Regions from separate parts of the Mus musculus genome. Here all the other regions are linked to region 3. Evidence: chromatin contacts called from public Hi-C and HiChIP or PLAC-seq data. All regions are on one chromosome and are shown on one strand. The core of a region is the stretch at or near the end of the contact, and the rest is flanking DNA. Distances in the headings are between cores, read along the strand shown.

Region 1 (2,700 bases), core at 156-2,655, 130 kb after region 3:
TGAGTTTTCAGAGTCTATGGGATTCACAGCAGCGCTCAGGTCTACTTCCCTGAATCAATGGCTCTCATCTATTAAGTGCCAATCGTGTATGTGCACAGAATAAACATCCTGAGGGACATACTGCCTGGTGCTTCTAAACAGAAGGCAAAGAGAGACTAAATTGACCAGGGACATTATCAACTGCAAGCCCTTCTTCATCAGATAGTACACCCTGACTTAAGGTGTGTTGCAGTGTGTAGGTGTTATCTTTCCTCCTTGTTCACTCAGTAATTAAATACGTAATCTAGACAATGTGCTGGGGACTGAGGTGATAAACAAGGAGTGAGACACAGTTCCTAAAGTCAGATATCTCCCCACCCCCACCCCCACCCCCATCGCCCCTTCCTCCCTGGCCGTCAGCCATTTCCTAAAGGATGGGTTGAGACTGTCACAATTCTGCCTATCTAACCCACTTGCCTGTATGTAATACCTCTATTATAGTGTGTGCACACACATGCCATATGCACTGTGGCATATTGTCAGTTCAAGGGTGCCAGGATACATTCTCTTTGAGAACAAACAATGGAAAGGCTATCAGACTCATGTAAAAGGTCTAGATTATTCTTGGAAGCCAGCGATAGTATTTTTAGTTATTTTAACTAAGTTAATTGGAAATGGTTTCCCCGCTCCTTATAGGAATTTCTTTTTTAATTTGTCTTTTGTGGTCATTTAATAATAGCCTTATAATCATACTACTGTCTTTTCCTATTAAATATGAGATTGGTAAAGGAAGAAAAATATGTCCAGTGGCCAAGATTCTTTTGAGAAAGCATACAAAGTTAATATGGGTCTAAAATAAATATATAGCCGTTTCTCTATCTGACCACAAAATAATACTGATCTTGGGAACATTTTCACAGTATCCATTTTAAAATAAAACAGAGAAAGTGCTCGCGGATGAGTGCCACAGAAGGACGAAGGTGTTGTTATGAGAAATATATACAAAAGGGAGAGGGAGAAGTCCAAGTGGAGTGCCTGGAAGAATTTAAAAACTCTCAATGTCAATTTTTTCCATGACTTAATGAGACTTTCTTAAGTACACATAAATATTCCATGGAAACTCCCACTTCCAGATTAGGGAATTTCTGTGCCCTGGGCTCTTTTTTTCCCTTTTGAGTTCTCTACATTAGTAGAATTTCCCTCTATCTTCATTTGGGAAAATTTTAACTTCACTCGGTGACTCTTCCCAGCCTGCAGTTATGTTGACAGCTTGGTGATTTATTTGAGTGGCATTGTGACTAGTGAGGGGGTCACATCTGAAAAGCCAAGAAGGTATCGAGAGTGACACATGAAAATGCAGAAAGACAGATAAGCTCTCTCCTCCAGTTCTGCCTTGGCCAGCTTTATCTCCAGTTTTATGGCCCCAGATGGGCTAGCTACCATTAGCCCAGAGGGACTGAAGGAGGCCTGATAGATTGAGCCACTGAACTGCCTTATAAAGTGAGGGGAGCTTTGGAATTTTCCCACTCATTGGCTGTTCACATGGCTCAACCGTCCCCAGCCAAAAGAAAAACACAGCTTAAGAAAGAGAGTGCTTGAATTAAGTCTGAAAGAAGAACGTGATGGTTCATTTTTCTCTCTCATAATCAAATAAGCAGGCTTGGGAATTTACAGAGAGAAGCTATGTAAAACATGCGAAGCATGATTTAAGCCCCAAAAGGAGAATTTCTAAGAGAAACAAGAGAAATTAATTTCACTTATCTTATTGCTCCTACTTGAAATTTATTTCACCACTAAGAGAATGTAAGACTGTCTCTGCCCTTAAAAAAAAAAAAAGTACTTTTCCTAGGAATTGGCCTGTAGTGAGGTTTTTCCAGAAAGTCTTTTCTTAGTATAAGGGTAGATGCAGATAGGAAGGCACAGGAGTTAAGGGCCCTGCTAGAAAGCTGCTGTTGACATGGGGCCCTCCAGCCTTTCTGCTCTTCGAAGCTTAGCTCCACATAGCATCTCTTCAGCAGACCCTCCTGATCTATCTAGAACCAGGTCTTTATCCGTCGGAGGCTATACTCTAGTCAGCCTAGCTGGCTGGCTCTGCATGCCACCTGCAGTTGAGGCTCCAGGATCATCACCCCTCCATCCCTGTACTGTTAATGAGGCTTCCCAGGGCTGCTAATCGGAAAGAGCTGGACTCATTTCTCAATGGTGATGATTCATGTTATTTGTGAGACACAGCCAGCTCCCAGTCATCAAGGTAATGAGAAGAACCTTGCATGGGTCCACTACAAACTAGAGGCTCAGTTGAGTAAAACAGATTAAAACAAAAGCACGCCCTAATATCCTCATTCCCACTGACATACCTGGGCATCAAGTAATTGTATCCGTTGTTTTAGAAATGGACCAGTGTGGGCTGGAGAGATGGCTCAGTGGTTGAGAGCACTGACTGCTCTTCCAGAGGTCCTGAGTTCAATTCCCAGCAACCACATGGTGGCTCACAACCATCTGTAATGGGACCCAATGTCCTCTTCTGGTGTGTCTGATGACAGCAAAAGTGTACTCACATATATATATATATTTTAATCTTTAAAAAAAGAAGTGGATTAATGTAATTAGCACACACCTTATCATGGACAAGGGTCAGAATGCATACTTTTTCTGTCTTACTCTTCTTCTTCCAGAGCCATAAAATTGTATGGCATGTATGCCCATTGCAGAAGTTTAAAT
Region 2 (2,700 bases), core at 191-2,690, 150 kb before region 3:
GGCATTCACCATTATTCTAGAAGTTCTATAAATATTTGTACGTTATAATTTAATGTTATAAGTGCTTTAAATTATAAATGGCATCACATTTCGTTCCAGCAAAAGTGCCATGAGACAGTATTATCACCAGGGTAGGGGAGGAGATCACACAGAAAGAAAGAATCACAATGGGAATTTACATCCAAGTGACAGGAGTTCTAAGGTGCACTTCCCTCTGTTGTTCCCCATCGTTATCTGAGTTGTGGACACTGGAGGAAGCATCCTCCATCACTGTTTTCTGAAACAAGCCAAAATTTGTTCTCTTCTATGAATCAGTTGTCAAATATAAATGAGATTTGCTTGCAATGATCTAAGATATTGCATTTAAGAATCTAATTAAGAATGTATTTTTCGACTGATGTTCAAGGGACATTGGCAACTGGGGAGCTTCAGTGTAATTCCTAAGAGGTAATGGTCAAGAATCACTCATAACTTTCAGCACAAGATGCACAGCTGTGCGTGAAAAGCACTAACTGTCTTTCTGCTTATTAAAAAAATCTGGCTTATGTCAGCTGTTAGAATGGGCTGGAGATGACACAAAGATTGCTCTGGCCTCTCTACATGGCAACATCATGAATTAGGAGATGAAGTATAGTTCATACATGCACATGCATATAGAAAATGCCACCAGTGTGTTCTCTGTAGGTTGTTTTATAATACACTTACTATGTCCAGGAATAGAAAAGAAATCTGGAATCATTATGTCCAGCCATTTAACAGCAGTGTAGAGGGGACCAAAAGCAGAATTCACTCATCTCCAAATAGAGAAAAAAAATATATCAGATCAGGTTTCAGGACCAGGTGTCCTTTCCAGAAGGTGGGAAAATTAACAAACGATACTGCTGCCAAGGCCAGAGCCCACCTCTGATGGCTTGGAAAGTGACTCGAAGACACATGGTTAGAACTTGGGCTCCTAGTCAAGCCCCTGGTCCAGCTGCATGGCTCCAAGTTGGCATGAAAGTAGGAGACACCTGGAAAATCAAGGCAAAATCAAAACACATCTCTCGGTTAAGAGGAAATCAGGCGTGATGTTGGCTAGGAAAGGACAGATTCGCTGGACAGCTGCCTGGAATGGAAGTTGTTCCCTTGGCATCTGAGGTCACACTCCACGCTTTTATCCTCTGAGGTACGGGTCAACTCGGTCTATTCAGGTTCATCATTGTTAGGAGAGAATCGACTTTATGCACTAGTTTGAAAGTTTATCTCCGAAGTACTAAGTGGTAAGATGGTATGATTTAAAGGTGAGCGAATGAAAGAAGCCGCGGTTCTCGAGGGCATGCAGAACTCATCCGAATAGAAGGCCCATCCTCAGTAATTCGAACACCAACAATCTCTTTGGTGATGTGTGTCATACAGAACTTAGTCATACAGGTAGCTTCTGTCACTCCTCCTGAACTACTGTGACATTAGAACTTGCTCTGCCCAAAGTGACCAGTAGTTGTCCTCATTAGATAAGTAATCTATCATCCACACTAGCGGTTTTTGTTTGAAATAGAATCTTACTCTGTACCACAGATTAGCTTGAAATCATAGGCAATTCCCCTGCCCCAGCTTCTCAAAAGCTGGACCTACAGCCTACTCAGTCCTTAGCCACCATATCTGACTTAACATTTGGTTCTTATTATAAAGAAAAACTCATCTATTGGACTAATAGTAAGTACAAGTTTTTTTTCTTCCACTCCCTTCCCCCCCTCCCATTACTTTTGCTAAATAATATTTCATAAAGCACGATAGGTTGAAGAAAGGAACGTTCAGGACTCTGATGTATCAGAAGCCTCAGACAGCATGAGTTCCAACAGCAGAAGGATACCTCTGGGCATTGACCTGAAACTTAAGAAGAGTCACCTGAAAGTTCTGAGAACAGGCAGCATGCTGCAGTAAAAGCTTCCTAATTCCCTATACTACACAATGCTAAGTGCTTTATGGGCTGTGCCAGGAAAAAGTCCTTAGTTGCAAATAACAGCAAAGCCATTCAAACAGAAGGTGCAAAATCAAACAAGTTCATTGAAGACTTTTAAAGGATTACCCCCAAATGAAAGAAGGGTTTGATCTAACTGTAGGAACAGAATGGAACTACACATGTTTTCTGATCAAGATTAGCCAAATTGTGTTGCTGGTCAAAGCAGGTGAGTTGATGGCCATTCTGACTATGATCTCTAACATTTTAGACAATACCATCCCAACCTTCCCTACCTGCCACCCTGAGACATCTTCAAACTGTTTTGGTGAATGTTGCCCACCCACACAACAACTCCAGAAATTTTCTCTTTTAGGGTCTGAAACCAAAACACATTTATTCACTCTAAAATTAATGAATTTAGCATGGAAACTTAGAGTGGAGAAACTGCTCATTGTTGGGCCACACACATATATAAATACCCTCTAATGTCTTAAAAACAAAACAACCATAGCACATTCCGGTACATGGTGAGCTTACCCTTTCTAATGGTACAAGGAGAAATGTCAGGACATGACTATGAAGCGGAGCTTCCCCATAAGGATGTTGTGCAGAGATCACCACCAGCTTGAAAAAATATTGAAACCATTCCCCAGAGACTAAAAGTTGAATACATTTGGTTTTGCCTTCAACTGCATCTGACGATAGCAAGCCAAGGGTGAAGATTAGTGAAGCTACATTTTCACAACTTCCCATGACATTTT
Region 3 (2,700 bases), core at 120-2,619:
CAAAGGCATCTTTGTGTCCTTTCTCCTTGTACTGGTGCCATTAACTTTTGGCTCATTAGTCATGATGCTCCTGATCTAACTAGCTGCCACCTATCTGCAGCAAGACCATGCACAGGCAGCCAAGCCCACTTCACACCTGCTCCAACACCAGGCGGGTTTTACATAATGATTCAAATCACTCCCCCCTCCCTCCTTGGGCTGTTTTATTTATACTCCTGTAAGGGGGCACGGAGAAAACATCGACGGGGCCACTGGTTCTCTCCTGATGAGGGATCAGAGCTATCACTGGGAGAATCTCTGAAATCATTGAGGAGAAATCCTCCACATGTGCACAGCTCCTCTCCAGTTGTTTCATGTCTCGCCACAAAGAATATATTACCACCCATCTTCTTTATTAATACATTCGTGATAAATCTTTTAGGAAAGAAAAATGGGAGGAAGAAAAGGGAAACACGCCTCTTTAGCTCGCGAGCCTGAAAAAACAAAACAAAACGGCACAGTCAGGTGGCATGTAAGGATGCCTAGGCTCTTCCAGCCTAGCGTCATGTCAAGACTTGTAATCTAGTGTTGAGCCTTACTCCAGAGAGGATTAAGCTCTGTTACTTTCCAGTCACCCCTCCCATGATACAGCACCTCCACACAGACATACAGAAGGTGGATCATTAAAATTCAAGCTGCAGCCCTCCCCAACATTGTCCCAGCTCAGAATATTTACCTAGACCATTTAAAGCATTCAACCCCACCAGCAGTTTCCCTGGAGATGTCTCCAGGTTTCCAAGACTCCATTACATAATATCTTTTACAAAGTCTATTCCCAGCTCGAGTGGAAGATGGATTCTCGTCCAGTTTGCGGAAATTCCACGCGTTCGCTTCCCTTTCCTGGGGTTCGATCCGGCCAGTGCCCAGCCTAGGCTGCAGCAACAGCTCCGGCTAGGATCCCCGCCACTCTCTGAACTCAAAACTACCACCCGGAGGTGCAGCCGTCCCGCCCCCGGTGCTCCAAAGCTAGCCCTCGTGGCCCGGTGCCGGCGGGGGCTCGCGTCGCTACGACTGTCTCAGATCCCCGGCCGCAGCGCGCTCGCGGGGCCGGGCCCCGAGCCCGGATGATCGGCAGCAGGGCCGACTCGGTGCCGGGCTGCGGAGGAAGGAGAGGGGGAGGAGGAGGAGGCGTGGAGGGAGGAAGGGCCGGGGCAGCCCCGGAGGGAGGCGAGGGGGAGGGGAGGGGGCCGGCCGGCCCGAGGGTGGGGGGGCAGCCAATGAGCAGCGCGCGGCGCGGGGAGGGCGGGGGGGGGAATGAGGTAGGATGGGGGAGGGCGCAGCCGGAGCGGCGGAGGCTCCAGCCATAAACAAGCGCCCGGAGGAGCGGCGCGGGAGAGAGCCGAGCCGGGCACAAGGAACGGACGCCACGGACCTTCTGCTGAGCCACCGCGCCCACTCGGCGGCTCGGGAGGCGGGGACCGGCCCGGAGGCTGCGCTGCCGTCGTCTTTCCCCGGCAATCAGGAGCAGCGCGGAGGACCAGAAGGAGCCACCAGCCCTTCTTCGGAGCGGTGCGCAGCCACCGCCGCCGCCAGAAGTTTGGGTTGAACCGGAGCTGCCGAGAGGAAACTTTTTTTCCTCTTTTCCCCCTCCCGCCCGGGAGGAGAAGGAGGAGGAGGGGAAGCCACCCGCCACCGCTGCCGCTGGCGCCAACGCTCGTGGGCTCCGGGTCGGCGCGGCCCGCAGGGGCGGCGGGGGCCTCGCCCCGCGAGGGGAGGAGCGCCCCGGGGGCCCCTAGTGGGGCACGAGGACCGCGGGCTGCGGGTGCGGCGGCGGCGCGTGTGCCCCGCGCAGGGGAGGGCGCCCGCCCCGCTCCCGGCCCGACTGCGAGGAGGAGGCGGCGGCGCAGGAGGATGTACTTGGTGGCGGGGGGCAGGGGGCTGGCCGGCTGCGGGCACCTCTCGGTCTCGCTGCTGGGGCTGCTGCTGCTGCTGGCGCGCTCAGGCACCCGGGCGCTGGTCTGCCTGCCCTGTGACGAGTCCAAGTGCGAGGAGCCTCGGAGCTGCCCAGGAAGCATCGTGCAGGGCGTCTGCGGCTGCTGCTACATGTGCGCCCGCCAGAGGAACGAGAGCTGCGGTGGAGCCTATGGGCTCCATGGAGCCTGCGACCGGGGGCTGCGCTGTGTCATCCGCCCCCCGCTCAATGGCGACTCCATCACCGAGTACGAAGTGGGCGTCTGCGAAGGTACGGCTGCCCTGCTGCGCGCCCCCTCCCACCTGGCGGGCGCGGAACAAAGTTTGCTTGAGACTTTTCCCAGAGGAGAGAGGGTTCCCGGGGAGGAGGGACGGTCGCTGTCCCCTGGAGGGTGCCCTAGATGCCTGCCCAGGGGCGGGCGAGGTTGGGTTGCGTGGGTGAGCTCCGAACACGCATAGACACACACAGGTGCGGTGATTAGGGCTTACACTGGGTGGCCTTTCTCGCCCCAGGCAGGGGTGCCCTGTGCGGGGGCACACTGCGGAGTCTGGCACGCACAAGTCCCTCGGGGAGTCCGCCCCTGCTGCCCTGCCCGCATAGCGCAGTGTGGCACCGAGGGCGTACGCAGTCCGCGCAGCCGGCTTCTGATAGCGGAGTAGACCTGTGCTCCAGCCTGCACTCCCTATGTGACTCTTACTATTTTTTCTTTGCGCTCTTCCTTCACCTCCTTCTTCCTCCTTCGCGTAATA

Evidence for each region. A called contact is a pair of places that touch in the nucleus more often than the background predicts. HiChIP or PLAC-seq counts read pairs in DNA pulled down with a chosen protein or histone mark.
Region 1: a Hi-C map of the G1E-ER4 cell line shows a contact between it and region 3, with 2.4 times the contacts expected there. The contact joins the enhancer-like site here to the promoter of Crim1 in region 3. A contact is called at or near these places in 8 of 39 promoter capture datasets (the 3T3-L1 cell line, 3T3-L1-derived adipocytes, the HPC-7 cell line and 4 more), 2 of 15 datasets of contacts at CTCF or cohesin (the NIH/3T3 cell line and pro-B cells), 17 of 484 Hi-C or Micro-C datasets (the C2C12 cell line, the G1E-ER4 cell line, the HL-1 cell line and 10 more), 7 of 115 datasets of contacts at active chromatin or transcription factors (extraembryonic endoderm stem cells, heart atrium, neural progenitor cells and 4 more) and 3 of 9 other capture datasets (adipose tissue, embryonic stem cells and liver).
Region 2: a contact with region 3 is called in a BATF HiChIP or PLAC-seq map of CD8 T cells, with 10 read pairs. The contact joins the enhancer-like site here to the promoter of Crim1 in region 3. A contact is called at or near these places in 4 of 39 promoter capture datasets (the 3T3-L1 cell line, the C10 cell line and stem cell-derived epiblast-like cells), 3 of 484 Hi-C or Micro-C datasets (the C10 cell line, the G1E-ER4 cell line and trophoblast stem cells) and 1 of 115 datasets of contacts at active chromatin or transcription factors (CD8 T cells).

Annotation. Positions count from the first base shown.
Region 1 is chr17:78,327,121-78,329,820 of GRCm38.p6, forward strand. All of the region lies in intron 7 of Crim1 (cysteine rich transmembrane BMP regulator 1 (chordin like)), which reads left to right. Among named protein-coding and RNA genes, the nearest start is that of Gm52306, 6.5 kb to the right of the region's middle. Within about 2 kb of position 1,406, at least 19 of the 459 cell types and tissues checked have an H3K27ac peak or open chromatin away from gene starts, as enhancers often do. A contact at or near this core is called in the G1E-ER4 cell line and embryonic fibroblasts, where this site is marked.
Region 2 is chr17:78,048,936-78,051,635 of GRCm38.p6, forward strand. No RefSeq gene overlaps it. Among named protein-coding and RNA genes, the nearest start is that of Gm32076, 61 kb to the left of the region's middle. Within about 2 kb of position 1,441, at least 3 of the 459 cell types and tissues checked have an H3K27ac peak or open chromatin away from gene starts, as enhancers often do. A contact at or near this core is called in CD8 T cells, where this site is marked.
Region 3 is chr17:78,198,879-78,201,578 of GRCm38.p6, forward strand. It overlaps Crim1 (cysteine rich transmembrane BMP regulator 1 (chordin like)), which reads left to right and starts at 1,370. Exons shown (of 17, transcript NM_015800.3): 1 at 1,370-2,221. The coding sequence starts at 1,891. It overlaps Gm32282 (predicted gene, 32282), which reads right to left and starts at 1,147. Exons shown (of 2, transcript NR_168063.1): 1 at 716-1,147; 2 at 372-473.